Regions from separate parts of the Mus musculus genome. Here regions 1 and 3 are each linked to region 2. The links are chromatin contacts, called in public promoter capture Hi-C maps. All regions are on one chromosome and are shown on one strand. Each heading gives the region's core, a stretch centred on a gene start, on an enhancer-like site or on the middle of the called end of the contact. The rest is flanking DNA. Distances are from core to core; before and after follow the strand shown.

The links. Promoter capture Hi-C pulls out the DNA fragments that hold promoters and counts their contacts.
Region 1: a contact with region 2 is called in a promoter capture Hi-C map of pre-B cells, with 5 times the contacts expected there. The contact joins the promoter of F930026P19Rik here to the promoter of Vipr2 in region 2.
Region 3: a promoter capture Hi-C map of cranial neural crest shows a contact between it and region 2. The contact joins the promoter of Tedc1 here to the promoter of Vipr2 in region 2. A contact is called at or near these places in 7 of 39 promoter capture datasets (cranial neural crest, embryonic stem cells, frontonasal cranial neural crest and 4 more).

The regions. Positions count from the first base shown.
Region 1 is chr12:113,137,651-113,141,891 of GRCm38.p6, reverse strand. F930026P19Rik (RIKEN cDNA F930026P19 gene) reads left to right here and starts at 1,752. Exons shown (of 4, transcript NR_165646.1): 1 at 1,752-1,834; 2 at 2,493-2,602; 3 at 3,008-3,155; 4 at 3,237-3,537. It overlaps Crip2 (cysteine rich protein 2), which reads right to left and starts at 1,656. Exons shown (of 7, transcript NM_024223.2): 1 at 1,278-1,656. The coding sequence starts at 1,320.
Region 2 is chr12:116,076,235-116,080,562 of GRCm38.p6, reverse strand. It overlaps Vipr2 (vasoactive intestinal peptide receptor 2), which reads right to left and starts at 2,837. Exons shown (of 13, transcript NM_009511.2): 1 at 2,670-2,837; 2 at 431-530. The coding sequence starts at 2,717. Gm46383 (a long non-coding RNA gene) reads left to right here and starts at 2,332. Exons shown (of 3, transcript XR_001780734.2): 1 at 2,332-2,528; 2 at 3,059-3,192.
Region 3 is chr12:113,154,680-113,158,965 of GRCm38.p6, reverse strand. It overlaps Tedc1 (tubulin epsilon and delta complex 1), which reads right to left and starts at 2,545. Exons shown (of 8, transcript NM_134041.3): 1 at 2,395-2,545; 2 at 2,213-2,291; 3 at 1,603-1,805; 4 at 1,239-1,388; 5 at 799-897. The coding sequence starts at 2,529.

The sequences.
Region 1 (4,241 bases), core at 503-3,002, 2.9 Mb after region 2:
AGCCAGAGGCGCCCAAGCAGGCAGAGTGCTTTTTCCGGGTGCCCTGTTGGCCAAGGCCCCAGAGAGTCCAGAGCTGGCCTGGTCTGGAGCAAAGTCATACAGAGAGGCCCTGAAGACCGTCTTCACTCGGGGGCTTGTTAAACATCTCTCTGTAGGAAAAGGGCTGAAATCAGGCAATCTGTCCCCTCCAGGAGGCAACAGGAAACCCCTGGCTCCAGGCCACCCAGAGCAACTCCAAGCCAAATCCGGTCCCTCCACTCTGGGAACAAACAAAAGTGGCCTCTCCTCTCCTCCCGTCATCTGAAGTTCACTGACCTGGACACTGCTGTTTGGGGAAGAGCATAAGAGTCCCTGTCCTTTCATGTCCCTGTCTTCCTCTATTCTGGCCCTGAGTCTATTTTTCAGTGGCAGCTATACTGCTACTCTGGCAAAGTTGCTCAGCTAGGAACACAGCCCCAGGAGGTTAGCAGATCAGGAACCAGGGGATGCTTGATAAAGGTGATTGCCTTCAGGGGCTACCTTAGCAGGAACCAATTCCTGCATACCATAGCTTCCTTCCCAGATGGCCTTGACCTCCAAGAGGCCAGGGTCCTAGTCACCCAGTGCACTCTCAAGCTCATGGAGAAATACGTGTCACCATGCCCCACCCCGGGTGAAACTGCAGAGGCAAATGGCCAAGAAAAGGAGCAAGCTGGGGCATGTAAGAGGCAGAAGCCAAGGTCGCCCCCGCTTGGACTGAATCCGAAATCCCAGACCTGGCCCAACGGCCTGGGCAGAGGTCGAAGTGAGCACTGGGGTCACTCACTACTATGGGTCACACTAGTGGGCCCATGTGCAGGCTGGGAAGCAGCCATAAGGTGAAGAGATGCCGGAAACCAGGGGATCTCAACGGACCAGTCTCGGGCGTCGGACCTCATTGGATCCCGCCCCGAAGAGCGTCCCTGAAGAAGGGCGATAAGCTGAACATGCGGGTGGCCAGGAGGGCGCTCCTGGCCCCGGCCGACCAGGACTTTGCGTACCTAGACCAGTGCCTACCGAGCGCTTCGGAACCCACCCGACGCCACCCGCTTCTCCAGAATCCCAGATGGTATCCCTCGCCCCGCGTAGCACTACCTTCGAGCCTCGGGCCGCACCCGCGAAAACAGCGTGGCGAGCTTAGCTACCGATCGGATCGCGCATCCCAAGACGGTGGCTGCGCACCCCATCCGTGTACATTCCGGGGTGTGGCTCTCAGCCAGGAGCCTGGAGGCGAAGGCGGACGGCGGGTGGATACTCACCGAAGTATACGGTCTTGTCACACTTGGGACACTTGGAGGCCATGGTCGGTGCGCTCGGTCGGTCCGCGCCCTCCACCCGCGCTCGTCTCTGTGCCGCCGCCCGCGCCTGCCCCGCCCGCCCCCGGACGTCGATTGGCTCCGAGACCTGGGCGGGGCCTCTGGAGCCCGCCCCCTAGACGCCAGCAGCTGGGCGCGCTGCAGGCGGGGCGCACCTGCCAGGGTCGGAAGGGCCCGGCCTAGCGCCCCCTACCCCGGAGTGAGGTGGCGTCCACAGGGATCGCCCGAGGATTCCATGGCCACATAGTGATCTCTAGCTGTAGAACGGACTTGGGATCCCCAGCTTTAGGTCTCGAGGTCCGGGCCTGCTCGTGGTAGAAGGGGGCACGAGAAGCCCGCGGGACGCGCCCCCGCCCCTCGCGCCTCCCGGCGCCGCCTCCCTTTGTTGCCTCGTTTCTATAGCAACGGTCTCGCAGCACAGAAGCACGAAGCATCGGATTCCGGGCGGGGCGCCGCGGTCCTGTCTGTGGTGCTGAAGGAGGGGCGGGCGAGGCTCACTTGTAAGCGCCACCACTTCCAAAAACAGCTTAAGAAACCACTGGGATGAGTGGGGGCGGGGTGGCGTCAGCCAGAGCAGGCTCTGACGGGGCCGCAGGTGCACTTGCCTCTAAGGCACTTTTATCCTTGGAGGAATGGGGTACCTGCGAATTTCCTCCGCGGCAAGTGTTGTGGGCTAATACCCCCTTCTGTGAGGTTGCTGCTGCTCTTCCTCAGACTAAGAGTCTCTGACTCCCACAATGCTGGCCCCAAAGCATTCTGTAGAGCAGCAGAGCCAGAAATCCTGCTTGTCCTCAGAATAGTCCCCTTCCAGTTTCCTTCCCACTAAGGGCTTGCTTGCCGTCCCACCCTCCTTACTTTCTGACTCCCATGGACCTACAGGCCTCTCTCTGAGCCTCTTGACCCAACCTGAGCCTTGGGCCTGGGGAACAAACACTCTACAAGTCTCAAACCCTGATGACCCTGCCCAGTATGGACAGCTGACTCCAGAGAAACCCCTCCCACACTTTCCTCACTGCCGTGCTGGAGACCCACATTTCATTTCTGTGTCCAGCCCATGGACTGGGAGCCAAGTGGTCCCAGGTACCAGGCATGTTGGTAATCCCTGGCCTACTCTTATAGCTCCATGTGGTGGCCTTCCTTTGTACACATATCCTGCAGTAACTGCCATTTCCATGGTGACAACAGCCCAGAAACGTGCCACCCCCTCCAAGCCTGACTGACCAGCCAGACCAGCTCCCCCTGGCACCTGTGGACACATGCCAGCCAAGGTGAGAGGCAGGCAAGGAAGCCTTCCTGGACAGACCCTTCGCTCACAGCCAGGTTCCTGTTCAGGCTGAATGTATAGGTGTCCTGACTTCCAACCCAAGCATCCATTACTGCGCCCCCTCCAGCTTCCCATTTAGGAGTCCTGTGGACCTCTAGGTACCAGCCTGCTTGACCACTCCACCGCTAATATCTGCCGTGAAAGACAGGGCTGACTGGGCTAAGCACAGCTAGTCTTCTAAAAAGGCCTCAAGGGTGCCCGGCCACAATGAGAGTGGATAGGAGTAGGCCCCCTCCCGGGGCAATCCTGGCTGGATGCCCAGGGCGAGAAGGGGATGGAGAGGGCCGGGTAAGAGTTCCTAATTGCTGCTTCTGTCCTACCTCCTCTGCTGGGTCCCTGGATGATGAAGGAGGGCTATGGGGCTGTTGTGAGCCTGGCAGGAAGGCACACGGGCCAATGACAAACAGTAACCTTGACCTCCACACCTGAGGCTGTAACAGGATCGCATGGGCAGGCACAGAAAGGCACCTCTGGACACACACCAGCCAAGGGAAGAGGTAGGTAGAGGCTTCCACAGTGCCTTTTGGGACAGGGTCCCTCCTTTCTCAGCTAGGATGGACTCATTTGTGTCCTGGTAGATGGTGTGGTGTGGAGCAGGTCAGCAGCTCTCTTCTCTAGGGCCCCAACAAGATAAGAAATACAGTGGAATTCTATCTTCACGTGTCCTGTCATCCAGGGCAGGGTCACAGATCTACCGTGGGAACCTATGGCCAGGAATGGTAAGGCCTGGAATGGAGGCTCTGAGCTACGTCCAGGTCGTCAAGTCAGCACCAGTCTCTCGGGTCACTGCCTGACCATTGTAGAATGGGTCCTACCTGTTTTTCTCATTAAAAGGCTTCAGGATAGTGTAGATTACTTTCCTGGGCCCATGAACCACCAGCCTATGTCTAATTCCCGTTCTTCACCTTGGCTTTCATGTCCAATAGTCTTGGCCCTGTTTCTATAGTGGGCACTGGAGCCCACTTAGGAATGTCAGTAAAAAAGAGACCTGTGTCTGTGGAAAGCTGAGGGAACTAGGCCAGAAGGGGCTTCGTCTGGACCTCGATGGAGCCATGCTCCCCAGACTCCCGATGGGAAAAGGACTCACAGGAGGCCCTTGAAGAGAGTAGTGGAGGACAAGGTAGAGGCCAGAGCAACCGGGAGAAGCCCAATGACCCTGGGGACGTGAGTAGGGTATATGTCACAGCACTGTCCCGGACACCTGGCCTGTCACCCCGATAAGCCCCATCACAAGCTCAGGGAAGCTGAGATACCCCTTATCTGTATCTCAAGTGGGAACATAAATGGTTTCTATTTTAATCCCGACTGCGATTTCTACACATCACAGGCGCCTGAGGAGGGCAAGGGGGGCCAGGAGGCAGGGGCCAAAAGACTCCACTGTTCCCAGAAAGGGTCTGAGCCTCCTCTTGGCCAGCTGAGGCTGCAGCAGCCTGAGGGGCGATGGCCTGCAGAGCCAGACCTCCTCTCTCCCTCCCGTAGCTGGCCAGGCCCGCACCTGTCTCTGGGCCTGCGAGGCTAAGCGCAGGCAGAGATAGGATTTCTGAGCAGAAATATGAGCAAATTCTTGAGAAAAGCACACCTGC
Region 2 (4,328 bases), core at 1,588-4,087:
ATTACAATAATTATGTCTTCAGAAACCTGAAGTCCCATTTTCCTGTTTGCTTCTGATAAGTTTCTATTATTCTTAGATGGACCAACTTCAAGGATAGCTAATATTTTAGAGCCAAGAATTCAGACATGTGCTATTATTCCCTGGGAACTAGAGTCACCTTTTCAGAGCATTCCAGAGCCATAACATTATGTTAGGAACAGTTACCTCAGCAAGCCATGGAAACTGTTGGTGTAAAGCATTGAGGTTTTCTTTTAAAAGGTTTGCTGAAATCCCCACTGTCACAAGGCTACATTAGTTTTGCTTGTGGCCCACCAGAACAGTAGCAAGTGGTTCTAATTTTTTTTAAGGTGTAGGTGACCTCCAACCCCTCAAGGGGCTGAGAAGTATAGACAGCTAGGATCCCACTCCCAGACTTAATCCCCAAACCTACCTCTCTGATTCTCCGTTTGGCTGCTTAGCAGCTCTGCACATTTTGTCTCTTCTTCTTGTATTTCTAGATGAAAGCGACATTCTGGATGGATGCTGCTCACCTGTTCAAGTGAAAGAAATAGAAGTAACTAAAAATGACACAAGAGAGGGTTAAGCAAAAATCTACAGGAAGATCCAACGCTTCACCTTTCTAAATTTCTTTGAAGCTGAAATTCATTTCAAATCAGCTATTTCATTTTCCTGATGTGGTTATTTAAAAAAAAAGAAGAAAAACTTTACTATTTTGTGAAACAAACATAAAATCCAATAGAATACTTTTTCTGAGCAGGAGAGTAAACTGACATTGTATGTTGTTATTACTAACTTAAGAGCAATGGGCTGTTAGAAATGTTCATCTCTCAGAATTGAAGAGCTCCCATTTCATAGTCTATGGTTTGCTTAAGTAAAGCAAGTTAACTCTTAGTGGCTGTGGGTGTGCACAGACACTCTGTGTACCTGGGGATCCTCTCTGTGGTCACCCTAGAGTCAGAATAGGTTAAGTGAACTTTCATACGCTTCAGGGCACATTCAAAACTTAACCCTACTCGTACTGGTAACATTGTTATCATTGAGCAGCTTGGTGTGAAACACTTTTTTAAGAATGAGAGGGATTGGATGGAAGAGGCAGCGCTGAGAGAAACAGATCTGATCCAAGGAGCCATGGAAGGTTTCTGCAAAGCTTTCACGGAGTCCTTAGGCACTGAAGCTGAGCGCCAGCCAGAGAGTATAGAGAGCATCTGAGCTCGCAGTCCAGGAAGGCAGCATTTTCTGATCGCTGTTCTTATAAAGACCCAGTGTCCTTCCTCCCAGGCTGGGCTCCTTGTGGAGCACTCACTCTCATTACTTGTCTGTCTGTCTGTCTGCTTCAGTTTCTCCCTGTCTTAACAAAAATTTGCTTTTACAAGACAGTAATGCAAAGGAATCCTGCTCAGTTAGGTATGGCTATCTCTGTGTTTAGTTATCCTACTGTTGATCTAGGCCAGCTAGCATCCCAACGAGGAATACAATTTCCCAATAGAATCAAAGGACAAAACTCAATGTTGAATTTTTCTGCTACATTCACTTCATTTAAAATCACTTGAGGTACCTTGGATTTACCAGCTCATTGCTACACAACCACTAAAATGCAGAGATTCGGAGGTCAAGCAATAGCAACTCACTGATCTGAATTTCAGAACTGATGAGATGATAAATTAAGGTGCTAAAAGCCTGGTATTGCTGACATTCCTGGAACATGGGGAACGATGAAATGTTGGGATGTCTGAAAGGTTAAAGTGATTGGAGTCCCGAGGATTCTCGAGCATCCTTGGGAAGCTTCCCTCAGCTGCCCGTGGGGGCAGAGAAGATATGCTCCAGAAAACTGAAATTTCATCAACAATGACGGATGGATTTCCTTAAACATCCCCTCCCCTCTTGCTGCACACACTAAGCTTAGTTGGCTCCCTCAGCCGGAGGCCTAGATATGTGTGGAAACCTTAAGCTCCACAGGGATACAGTTCTCAGAGCAGAGAAGCAAATGCAAGAAATAAGGCTCAAGCCCTTCTTTTTCTTTCTTAAGAAAGGTTTTCAAATAAAGGGTAGAGTTCCGGAGAACTACATAAAACCAATGCAACCCATGTAACAAACTTCGGTTCAGGGGTTCTTTTGGCTCTCTTAAGAAGAAGAAGAAGAAGAAGAAGAAGAAGAAGAAGAAGAAGAAGAAGAAGAAGAAGAAGAAGAAATAAAAAAGAGAGTATTTCCAAAAGGAAACTTTCTTAGCCACAGCACTTTCCTTCTGTCACATACTAAACAAACACTCAGACCAGGAGATGGAAAGAGAAATATTTAACCACAGAGTAACAGCAGTTTCTATCGGAAGCAAAGTCAGAGCAGGTGGCCCGGGCAGCGGCCACTCTTCTCGCTGGGTGCTAGGGGTGTTCCCAACTCCAGGAGCACTGCCAGACCAGGACCCAGGTCGTCCCAGGGGCGGGGGTCGAGGAGAACTTCAACCCCACTTCTGGCGAACCCGCAACGGCGGTGGGAATAGGAAAATTCCCCTGAGTCCAGCAGCCCAGGGTTTGGTAAGGCTCAGTAGGAAGCATTCTGCTCTGGATTGTCTCCCCTGGCCCCACGCTCCGCCCGCTCGTGCTGGGACTCGGAGGTGAGCCCCGCGGTCCACTGCAGGATGCGCCTCTTCGGGAAGTGGGCGCGGGTTCACTCACCCGCACCAGCAACCAGCAGTAGCAGGTCAGCACCACCGACGCCCTCATCTTGGGCTCAGCGTGCTGCCTCGGTCCTTGGCGCCTCAGCAGCACGGTCCCCTGCTCCGGGCCTCCCAGCGCGGATTTCCTCAGTCTCGCGCCTATCGCCCTCTCCGCCTTCCAGGCTGCAAGTCCCGGCCCCGCCCCTCGGCCCAGTCCCCGCCTCGCGCCCCTTTCTCCTTTTTGCGGAGTCTCTCTCTGGCACTCCGGTCCACCAGATCTCTGTCCAAACGTCCCTCCTTCCACCCCTACTTCCCTCTGAAGTGCAAGACCCTGGGCCTCACCCCGACCCCCTCCTGGCCTGGGTACTTCCCTTGTCAGCCCTGCTCTCTCGCGCTCCTTCCTCCCAGGCTCCCTCTGCTAACCGAGCTGTACTGCCTCCCTCCTCTGCGACCCCACTGTGGGCTGCCGTGTTCAAGCCTTTGGAGAGCTGGTGGCTCAAGTAAGCAGATGCTCACCCACAGAGGGCATTGCCCAATTCCAGGTAAGGGAACTTGAGCGCTGAGGTAGCATCTGGCACCAACTCCCTGTGCAAATGCGAAGCCTGTGTGCAGCACAAGGAAAAAGTGCAGAAAGTGGCTGGACGACCATGGTTAGGTCTGCACTGGTGTGAGCAGAGAGAAAAGAGAAAGCTCTTGCATGGCTCCCCTTGAGAGCCTAAGGCCAAGTTGAACAGAAAGCAGAGACTTCATCAACGCAAAAGTGGGTCTGCTCATCGGCACCCCAAACCCTCAGGTGACACGTGTGTGGCTCATTGTACACTAGGCTTGTGGAGACACTGCCACTGTTCAGCTATGGTTTGGCTGTCTGTCGACAGACCAGTCTAGGGAAGAGCAGAAAGCTACCAGCAGACAATAGTACTCCATTAAGTAAAGCAGGCAAGTTTTAAACTTCTTATTCAGATATAATTTCAAGCCCAAAGTCAGAAGTCTGAAATAGTACAAAATGTATCCTTCACACTTTGGGGTGTCTATCTGCCCATTATTTTTCTCCCCACTGAGTTCATCATGTGCTCCATGACATCAGAGCCCCGTGTACCCTTGGACCTAGGTTTCTATCTGTTTTCTGTCACCCTTCCACTATCTGTGCATCTGCCTGTGTTTGTCCATCAGGGGATTTTATGGAGGAGAAGGTCTGGGCACTAGGTCTGCAGCTTGGGGCCAGGAAGCTTGGGCTCTGGCTTTGTCCACAACCCCTGTCCGCTGTTTCAGCCAGTGAACCTGATCCACCTGCACATTTGTAAATCACAACATCGACCCCTGCCATTGCTCCATCCCAGAGGGTTACAATTAGAATTAGGAGAGCTGATACACCTGAATTGTTGTGAGGGATGCATTCTAAAGTCACGTCCGGATGTTATTGGTCAAAACTGGGTGAGACGCCAGGGTTCCAACCACAGCAATGGCATATATGATGAGATGAAGTGATAGTCCTGACAAGGATGAGATACAGGCACGGGGAGACAAGAGGGACTTGTTTTCCTGGGGGTATCCTGGAGGAGCGAAGGTCCTAAAAAGACTGGTCATGTCTTTCAAGGTCTCTCCATTCTTCTGAATTGGGGTAAGGAGAGAGAGAGAGAGAGAGAGAGAGAGAGAGAGAGAGAGAGAGAGAGAGAGAGAC
Region 3 (4,286 bases), core at 1,296-3,795, 2.9 Mb after region 2:
TTTGTTTGTTTTTTGTTTTGTTTTGTTTTGTTTTGTTTTTCGAGACAGGGTTTCTCTGTATAGCCTGGCTGTCCTGGAACTCACTCCGTAGACCAGGCTGGCCTCGAACTCAGAAATCCGCCTGCCTCTACCTCCTGAGTGCTGGGATTAAAGGCATGCGCCACCACTCCTGGCAGATTTGTTTATTCTTATTTATCTGAGTACACTGTAGCTGTCTTCTGACATACCAGAAGAGGGCATTGGATCCATTGCATATGGTTGTGAGCCACCATGTGGTTGCTGGGAATTGAACTCAGGACCTCTGAAAGAGCAGCCAGCACTCTTTAACAGCTGAGCCATCTCTCCAGCCCGGCTCTCTTAAGATTCAAGTCTATCAGGAAGCTCAGGAGCCCACTGCCTAGAAAAGCCATGCTTGGAAAGAAGTAAATGGCTCCTGGGCAACGAAGGAGGATTAAGGCCTACAAACATCCAGGCCAGTACCCTGGCCTTCCTGTTAACCTCCCCACGCTGATTCCTGTGAGTCTAGCCCCAGGCTCTGAAGGACAGCCGGCCTGCTCACACTCAGGCTTTCCTACCTCCAGATACGTCAGGTAGAACTAGAGGTTCATCTCAGACCTGACAGCAGTGTTTTCCCATTCCAGTGGTCCCCTTCCGGAACCCCAACTGTGACACTAGCCACCCACAGTAACAAACGACAGTGATTGGCTGTCAAAGCCTAACACCAGCCGGGTATTTCCCCAACAGACCAAACACCCTGCCATGAGGCAGCGCCCACTGCAGCACCCTGCCAATCCTCACCTGCTGACCGCTCTCTGGATCTCTAAGCATCTCTGTTTCGGCAACAGAAAGATGGCCAAGGCTCTGTTGGCTGTGGCATCCCTGCGTGTACAGGTGGATCTGTAATAGGTAAAATAGCCAGGCTGGGGAGTAGCTCCCAGCAAGATCTTTCAGCCGAATATGGGCACCTTTAGAGACCACTTATAACCAGAAAGGACAGAGCTGGGCTCAGGATACCCCAGTAATACTGGGGGCAGAGGCTGCAGAAGGGCACCAGACAACTTCACCGAGGGCTTCCACACCTTGCTCACCAGGACACAGGTAAAGCACGGTCCGTCCCTGCTTGTAAAGGTCAGAGTTGGGATAAGCCCAGCAGTCCAGTGGTCCAATAGTGGTGACAGAGATGGACCCCAGGGAAAGGCAGCCTGGGCACAGGGTGAAGAGCCATGTGCCTGTATTACCTTGCTGAGGAGGATACACTGCTCCTGCTGACTAGAGATCAGGCATCGCCACCTAAACCGCAGCCTTCCCATCAGCCATTCCACTAGTCGGAGATCCACGGGGCTCTTTGGTTCCACAAAGGGTGCAGGAGGACCAGGACTGGTTGGGGCCTCACAGTAGAGAGGGAACAAGAGTCAGCCCTGCTATACATCCCATATCTCGAGGAAGGACCAGGACAGGGAAGCTGTACTACTGACGTACATCCTCAGCTTCAAAGCTGGATGAGAACCACACCAAGGGCAAATACCACATGAGCTGGAAGCCCGGAGAAATCCACGGGTTCTGGGCAAAGCAGGGCTCTGACACCCTCAATTACATACTCACCTCCCACTGGGGCAACTGGTCACCCAGCTGCACACGGGTCTGGGCAAGCAGCTGCTCAAGCAAGGGTCCTCGGGCGAGGAGCCAAGACAGGGCCAACAGCAGTTCCCGGCTTCCCTGAGAACTGCCGTCTGGAAATTGTAGCAGCACAGACCTGGGGTAGCCTTGGGAGCCCAGTGCTGATTTCACCACACAGGCTTGGGCCTCTGGAGTGGGAAATGATCAGATCAGGGGGTGCTAACCTGGAGATTTCACCTGGATCCCTCTGGGGACCTGAGAGCACCCCCTAAGCTTAGAACCTGCTAAGCGTGGACTAAGGAGGCGAGATCTGAGAGTCTATGAGGAGGCAAAGTGATAACCAACGGGCAGGATTTCTGTGAGTGGTTGGCCAGTCTCAGCGTTTCACTGGAGTGATAAAGCCACTACTACCCAGGTAAGCGTGGTAAAGGCTAGTGGGAACTTATACTAATGGAAGTGGGCGCAACAGCGAGAGGAGCAGGTGCCTGCAGGAAGGGAGGAAACAACAGAGGAGCTTTGATGGGGCGGGACTTGGTGGGTTAAGACAAAACTACAATAGCCTTGGGGAGCGGCTTTCTGAGAGGGCGGGGCTTACCTGGGGCAAGGTCGGTCCAGGTATTGTTTGCAGCAAGCGGTGAGAGCACGCGCAAGAGAAGCTGCCAGAGCACTGGAGCCTGAAGCAAACGAGGAGTTTGTAGTCAGCGGGTATCAGGTGTCACCTACATCAGCCCAGGCAACGCCTGCCCCGACCCCGACCGCCTACTCGAATAGCCTCACCGCCTCAGGTCGATCGAACTTGGCGCGGCGGAAGATTTCTGGGCTGGGCCCAGCAGGCAGGCACCGACTCAGCGCGGCGACAGCCTCAGGCAGGGCCCGGGCAGCCCCTTCCACCCGGCTCCGCCGCCGCCGCATACAGCCAGCACTAGACAGCCTCGGATTGCCCGCTCGGGACCCCGACCAATCACAGTTCCGGATGAGGCCCGCCTTCTCCCCTCAGGCCCAATGAACGATGACTCTGGCGTTTGAGTGCCTACCAGTCTATCCCGTAGGCAGGCACTTCCGGGGTCGGGGGCGGGGATTGGAGGTGCCAACTCCGTTGGAACTCACCAATCAGCACCTCGACTTATCAACCGCCTTAGCAACCCCGGGCTAGGGAAGCGCGAGGCTGGAGGGCGCGCATGCGCCCGAGGTGTTCCCTGGAGGAGCGGAGGAAGGAGCAATGTGGCTCCACCCAGCCACGAAGGGAGTGTCTCTGCGAAGCCGCCCTGGAAGGAACCCGCCGCCAGGGGTCGCCAGGCCTCCGCGAGAAGCAGCTGAGCCCTGCGAAGTGGGTGGGGAGTTCCGGGGGCCACGTCGCCAGAAGTCTCTTCGGAAAGCCATCCTCCCTCTCATGTACAGCCAGCCCCAGACTTCCTTGTCCCCATATTCATTCTTCCTCCAGCCACTAGAAGAGCAGTTTTTAAGGAAAATTCTCCACTTCATAAAAGGGTGCGGCCCTCTCTTTTAAGGTTGAACTTAGTTTTGCACTCAGCCCTTCAGGAGCAATCTTGGTAAGCTTTGAGAATCCCGCAAGGATTCACAGTAGCTACATGACAATGGCAGAATGAACCCAGAGTGCAACCTGATGCACGGGGAAAGACATGCAGTCGGCAACTATCCTCCGCAACCGGCATGAGCCTACTACGTGGCTACAACCTAGGTGAAGCCAGAGCAGCCTCTGTGGGAAGCCGGATGCGAAAGATCACATTATGTGCGCCAGTGCGTGTGGAGGAGGGCCGGACAAAGGCCGGACGCTGCCAACGGTGATCCAGAGACAAGCCTGTAGGCGACGAGTGGCAGGAAGAATTGCTGGGGCGAGACCTGAACGCTCGAGCGGACACAAACTAAGCTTTGTGCCCTCGATGTCGCCACCAAAAATAGTTGGAGCAGCGGACAGACAGTACTGCGTGTACTCTGCATCTCAAAGCTAGGAAAGAAGAGGCAGGTGGAGAGGGAGAGGGTGCGGTGCGGAAAAGGAAAGTGAGGTGAGAGGGAGGGGCAGAGCTGTCCCTTGGCACCTGCCAGTTTAACGGCGGTCTACAGGATGGCCACGCCCTCCGGAAGTGCGGAGACTGCGGGCTCACCTTTACCTTGACCCTCCCTGTGTTTTGCTGCAGACCTTCCTCTGCTCATCTGGATACCTTCAGCTATTCTGCCTCAGGGTCTCCTCCTTCCTGGCCCCTTGCCACACAGCAAATGGCCTCGCCCAGCTAGTTTCTACCTGCTCTTCCTGCCCTCGCTTCAGAGCCATGCTATACTGCACACCTTAAACACGAAGCGCCCTGAAAAGCACAAAGACTTGAGTTCTTGTCTACTGTGCCAAGGAACTCCTGATACACCCTTATGGAACTCTCTGCCGCTTAGGCTTCTTTGCAATACTATACACTTCCCTCACCTGACCTGCTCATTCCTACAGGCCTCTCAGGTTGCTGGAGGCCCAAGTCTACTCCAGTTGAGAGACGTGGATCTGGGCTCGAGGGGCTGGAAGTATGAGGAAGACAGGGGCCTTAAGGGTGGAAGACAACAGGGGAAAGTGAGTTTCTGCCCTTCACCCATACATCTCTTCCAGGTCCTCTGCAGGTCTGGTTGGACACCAAAGATACCCTCACCCCTCCTAGTAGGAAACTAAT